2 separate regions of the Sus scrofa genome follow, and region 1 is linked to region 2. A link is a contact called in public HiChIP or PLAC-seq data. All regions are on one chromosome and are shown on one strand. Each heading gives the region's core, a stretch centred on a gene start, on an enhancer-like site or on the middle of the called end of the contact. The rest is flanking DNA. Distances are from core to core; before and after follow the strand shown.

The links. HiChIP or PLAC-seq counts read pairs in DNA pulled down with a chosen protein or histone mark.
Region 1: a contact with region 2 is called in an H3K27ac HiChIP or PLAC-seq map of skeletal muscle. The contact joins two enhancer-like sites. A contact is called at or near these places in 3 of 47 Hi-C or Micro-C datasets (fibroblasts, omental adipose tissue and subcutaneous adipose tissue) and 1 of 2 datasets of contacts at active chromatin or transcription factors (skeletal muscle).

The regions. Positions count from the first base shown.
Region 1 is chr1:132,456,686-132,459,505 of Sscrofa11.1, reverse strand. The region is part of intron 1 of LOC110261468 (a long non-coding RNA gene); the gene reads left to right. Among named protein-coding and RNA genes, the nearest start is that of RASGRP1, 240 kb to the left of the region's middle. Within about 2 kb of position 1,400, at least 22 of the 83 cell types and tissues checked have an H3K27ac peak or open chromatin away from gene starts, as enhancers often do. A contact at or near this core is called in skeletal muscle, where this site is marked.
Region 2 is chr1:132,311,313-132,314,339 of Sscrofa11.1, reverse strand. The region is part of intron 1 of LOC110261468 (a long non-coding RNA gene); the gene reads left to right. Among named protein-coding and RNA genes, the nearest start is that of RASGRP1, 390 kb to the left of the region's middle. Within about 2 kb of position 1,614, at least 19 of the 83 cell types and tissues checked have an H3K27ac peak or open chromatin away from gene starts, as enhancers often do. A contact at or near this core is called in skeletal muscle, where this site is marked.

The DNA of each region.
Region 1 (2,820 bases), core at 151-2,650, 150 kb before region 2:
TCATTTGTCTTTTCCAATAAAATTAAGTAAAATGAGGATATATGAACAACTCAAAACTTAGCTGCTCATGTTAGGATGGAAAGTACCTGATTTAACACTCATCGAGAGAATGAAACAGAGTTGGGATAATGAATGGGGCTAGGATGAATAAGCAGAGAAAATTCCGTAACAGGTTCCCCTCAGCTCCCTCATATTCAAAGCAGGCTGCCCCTGTCCCTGCCCTCCCTGCCTCCTCCATCTGTCACTCCAGCCCAAAGAGTAACAAGACATAACACACAGTAAGACTTGCATGGAAAGCTGTAAGAGTAAGCCTGACCACCCAGGTTCTACCTGGGAGAGGGCCTTTTCCACCCTCAAGAAGCCAAGTCCCAATGAGACTGCTCAAAGAGAAGACAGCTTCCACAACATTGTCCTATTTTTTTTTTTGGAGGGGGGGCCGCATCCGTGGCATATGGAGATTCCCAGACTAGGGGTCCAATTGGAGCTACAGCCTCTGGCCTACACCACAGCCACAGCAATGCAGGATCCAAGCTGTGTCTGCGACCTACACCACAGCTCACGGCAACACCAGAGCCTTAACCTACTGAGCAAGGCCAGGGATCGAACCTGCGTGCTCATGGATGCTAGTCGGATTCATTAACCACTGAGCCATGACGGGAATGCTACATTGTCCTATTTTTGAATTAAATGTATCATTTGAGGACTTGAGAGAGTAATGGAGCAAATTATATTCTGGTCCTTTGGGTGGTTATTTTCTCATATAAATTAGTCTGCTTTTTCTTGCCACAGATTTATTTTTTTAATTTTTAAAATTAAACTATGGTTGATTTATAATGTTGTGCCAATTTCTGATAGTAACCCAGTCATATATATATACATTCTTTTTCTCTTACTATCTTCCATCACGGTCTATCCCAAGAGTTTGCATAGAGTTCCCTGCGCTGTACAGTAGGGCCTCATTACTTATCCATAACTGACTGATTTATGAGGTTTTTTTCTACCTCATCAATGGTCCCAAACCCTAAGTCTGTTTCACTCAAAAACATCTATAAAAGCCAGCAGCAAAACAAGAATGCTCTGCTTCCTCCTGTCTTCCCACAGGACTGTGATTTCTCTTTCTTTATTCGTTTTGTCTTTATTCATTTTGTCTTTAAATAACAGCAAGAATCATTAAGTGGCCTGATTTCAAAAGAATTAGCCCAGCTCTGGCAGAGGGCAACACATATTTGAAGATCTTCTTGACGTCATAAAACGTTTCCTGCTAAACTGGATTCAGCTGACTTGGATGAAAACAAGTTCACAGGGCTAGAGAATTTGGCCGGGAAGCTGTAAACAGTGGGAAGCACCAAGAGGAATCCAGGCTTCCAAACTTGGGGGTGTTGGCTTATGTGGCGCCAGTGGGGTGAGGGAAGGGTCATGTCCATTTAAAGGAATCACAGAGGTTCTAGAAGAGGCCACTGGTGTCATTTATACTAATTTCATTACAAGCTTGGATTGGTGCCAGTACCAGCTGATGCCAAGGGAACCTGCAGAGGGGCCGGGGAGAATAGGATGCCAAGTAGGTTCTCAGAGGGAGTTTGGGCCCCAGCTCAGGCTCCTTCCCAGGGGCAGACATCCACAGCTGTGGACAAAGCCTGCTGGAGGAACGCCAAGGGAAAATGAGGTGACTGGGCAGCTACTGGGCAGCCACTTGTAACAGCATTAAAAAGAAGCAAAGGAGCCAAGTGCAATGGCATCATAGACAGACAGAGCTGGGGCATTTCCTCCTTGAAGAATACCCATAGCATTTTTGTGATAACTCTGAGATGGCACCAGAGGACAAGTTTTGTGGATGGTACTTTAGAAAAAGTTGTTATAATTGAAAAGCAAAAAAGCTTCCATTCCCAAATTGAATAGTATCACTCAGAACGAATGTATACAGAACTTAAGACAATGTGAATTCCAAGTGTGATGGAAGGGAAATATTAGAAAATTGAATGCTCTAAACAATTTTATGAATGAAAAATGAGGATGGTCTTAATAAGGGTACTCTCTGTAGAGTCCAACATGGCTCCAACAAAATAGGCATCAACAAATCACTGTAAATGATCAATGACAAATCACTGCATGTGGTCAATTTTAAACTAATAACTGAATAGATAATAGGCTTCGGTTTGGGGAGGCTCTTCGGAAGATGGTTTTCTCTCTCCTCTAAAGGAAATTCATGAGCAAGAGGAATGAGGAATGACGGATATGGGTTAGTTCATTCATTCACCAAGGCATATTTATTAAGCACTGACTGTATACTTGGCACTATTCTAGTCACTGAAGATGAGATGAACACAGAAAAGTCCCAGACCTCATAGAATTCTAGTGAGAAAACAAGTAGTTAAAAACAATGACAACAAAAAACAAAACCCAAGCACATATTTACCACATGTTGACCAGCTTTAAGGATTTAGAGGGAAAATAGGCTAAGGAGATAATAAGGGATCAGCACGGAGTGGCCTTTTCATTGGCTGAATAGATAAGGTGGTGACTGGTTGGGATTAGGATCAGGAGGTGACATTTGAGGAAGAAAATCAAAATGAGGAAGTGACCATGGAGAGATATGAGGAAGAATGTTCCTGGCAGAGGAAACAGTAAAGTATGGGCCAAGTGGCAGGACTGAGCTTGGCGTGGTCTTGGCCCCACAAGAGCTCCAGGCTGGGTGAGCAGAGCATGAGAGGGAGAGAGTGGGGGAGATGAAGCTGCAGAGGTAGGCAGGGGCCACTCCTCTACGGGTAGCACTGGCTCCAGAGCTGAGAAGGCCCAGTGCAAAATGGAAATGCAGGGCTCCTT
Region 2 (3,027 bases), core at 365-2,864:
TTTTAATAAATGTTTGCTTTTTATTTATATAAACCTTAGCCTTGGAAAGCAGCCTTGAGGAGCAGTAAACATGAATTTCGGGGTGCTACTAAAGCAGTGGGGACCAGCATCCTCAGCATGTTCCCAATTCCTGGGTAATATTTCAGGTGGCAGCTCTCGTAGTTCTCAGATGATCAGGATATGAGTAACTATAGATTCTTATCCTCATATGAACTTAAGAAAAACCATTTTTAGGCTTTATCCACAGTCCAGATGGTCAATACTTTATTCTATATGACCCTGACTATAAAATCCAGGGACTGGTGTTGGTTGACACCAGTTTTAAAACATTAAATGTGTTCCTCAGATCCCTCAGCTGTCTGCTAAAAGCTTACCATCTATGAATTTATGTTAACCCTTCATATTTTGATACTTTTATACTTTTACATCTTATTGTTTGTATATTCATAATTCATTAGTCATGAAGTTATCCAATTAGAGGCAATTGCCAAGAGTCCACGAGAAACACCTTGGTGGCTGGATCTGACCTCATCTGACCTGGTGGCCATGAAGATGGAGAGAAGTGCTGGGTTGTAAACACATTAGGAAACCAAACTGGCAGTATTTGTTGATGACTGTGAGAATAAAGGAAAAAGTGACTTCAAGGCATGCTGCAGGTTTCTGAGAAAGGTAAATGGACCAGCGGACTATACATAGGATTTTCCAAAATAGAAGCACATTTGGAGTTAAAAATGGGAAATTCATTCATTATTCATTTAATATCAGAGAACACTGGAGTTTTTACTGGAGAATGCTCTAGTATAAGATTTATAATACCAACAAGGGCTGCTAGTCTTCCTTCTGGTATGATTCAAAGTATGGGCTGTGGACTCTTTCAGTGATAGAAAAGTCTTTCAAGGATTTATTTGAGTTTCAGCTTCAGAAAGTAGAGAGTAAGAGAGTGATTAAATTTCAGTTTCACTATCAGTCCCATTATCAACTATGTCAAGAAAAATAATTGGCCCACATTTGAATGACTGTCAATGATTGGTAATGACCTACAATCTCCTTGACATTTCTGTCAAAAATATCATATGGTTTCTAAATTAAAATCTGACAACCTTAAGAAACTTAGGTAAATGAGATACTGTAATAAGTTCTCAGTGGAAAGATAGTTTGCTTTAGAACCCAGTTTTTTAGCCATCTGGGCAGAATAACTATGTTAAACACTTTTACTGGTCTTTGGTTAAAGATGGAGTATTTATGAAACACTTGAGGTTTAAGGAGAATTTTATTCATTCTGAATTATAGGTTGTTATAAATCACGATCATCATTTTATATTGCTTAATTAAAAGAATGTGAGGGAATTAAGAGAATTAGGTGGTTGTGACTATTGAAAATAAACCCTAAGTATTTCCTAAATTCTTCCCTTATTATTTCAAAATATTCACTGTCCTTTTTATTTGGGAAGACATTCTATACACCAATAAGATACTATGTCAGACGAATCTGGTGATTCAGCGTCTCAGCTTTTCCTGGAAATCAAAGATATTTCTTTTTAAGTCTGAGAAGCTAGAGGTGCCACACAATCAAAAATGCTTCCATCTACTGGTCAAAGTCAGGAATACACAAGTGTTCCTCTGCCTAAAAACCATGAGTGGAGAATGCAAAACACCTAGGCTTCCAGGCTCAGATACTCAAAACAGTGGGTTCTGACGGTGAAGGTAAATCTCAGTCAGAAAGTAGCCTCTTCAGACAGATCATAGATGTAGCAGAGGGCTAAGATTAGAACTCAAATTCCCTGAGGCTCTGCTTGTATATTTTCTTGACAACCTAGAAACAGGCAATAGATTGTGATTGCTTTAAAATATTCAGGGGAAAAGAACTTTGCCTCTTGTATTACCAGACTTAATAGGCTCTGGAACTCTGAGTCTGAAACCAATATAGAGAATGGATTAAGAGGTCAACTGACCCTTTTTCTCAGTGCTTAGCTGGGTCAGTGGCTCCCTCAGAGTCATTTTAATTCATTCCTGTGGGTGAATATACGTGACTGTTTCCCTGACAGTCACAGGGAGTTAATCTGCCACGGTGAGCAGTTGCCAGATAGGACAGGGGAATTTGTCTCATTCCTGTGGTGACTTTAGATATGAAATGCCAGGCTGCTTAGCCTGGGGGAAGGTGCTGTAAGTTACAGGCACCAAGCCAAGCCTCCCAAGCACCCTTGCTCCCTTTGACAGCCACCCTCCTGGGCTGTGATCTGGCTGAATTAATTCACAGATGCCAGATATCAGGACTTTATCTGCATTGTTAGCATTCCTCCTAACCTGCAGCTTCTATTCATTTAATGGTTATCTGATGGGGACTGATACTAGGTGAAGAGGAATGTTCAAATCATGCTGACTTTGGCAAGTGGGAGCAAAAAATAGAACTTCAGTTTAAGAAGGGAATATTTACTCACTGACATGACAGTTTTGCTAGTAGGACAACGGAATAAGAGGGAAGGTGGTTCCAGGAAAATATTTAGGTAAAGGGTCCATCATTCTTTAATGGTGCTCCATGTACTTTATTTATTTGGCCAAAAGATGAGACTAAAGCAACAAGGAAAGCAAAGAACAGGTATGATAGGAATACACTTCTCCGTGTTATTTTTGATCATTTTTTCAGGCAACATTCTTTTTTTAGAGTCTCAATGTCATACTGAGTTGAAGAACTTGTTTGCATTTGAACTAAACTGAATAAGAAATATTAAGATTTTTTTTTTAGAAGACTCAGCTTTCAATGAGTGGTTTTCTTAAAGGACATATTCTTAAAGCATGTTTCTGATTTAATGGGCTTCAGAATTCTAAGCAGATGAGAGTCTCTGAAAAAAATTGCATGGAAAGGGACAAAAGCCCAGGCAGAAAATTTTGCACAGAAATAAATGCAGTAGCTGAGCTTTCTCCAAAATGGCATACTGCATGAGCATATGGAATCAAAAGTATCCTTTTCTGTTTTCTGTTTAAGGCTTCCAGCAGACTCAAGGGGGAGTAAGCAAAGTAAAAATGAAA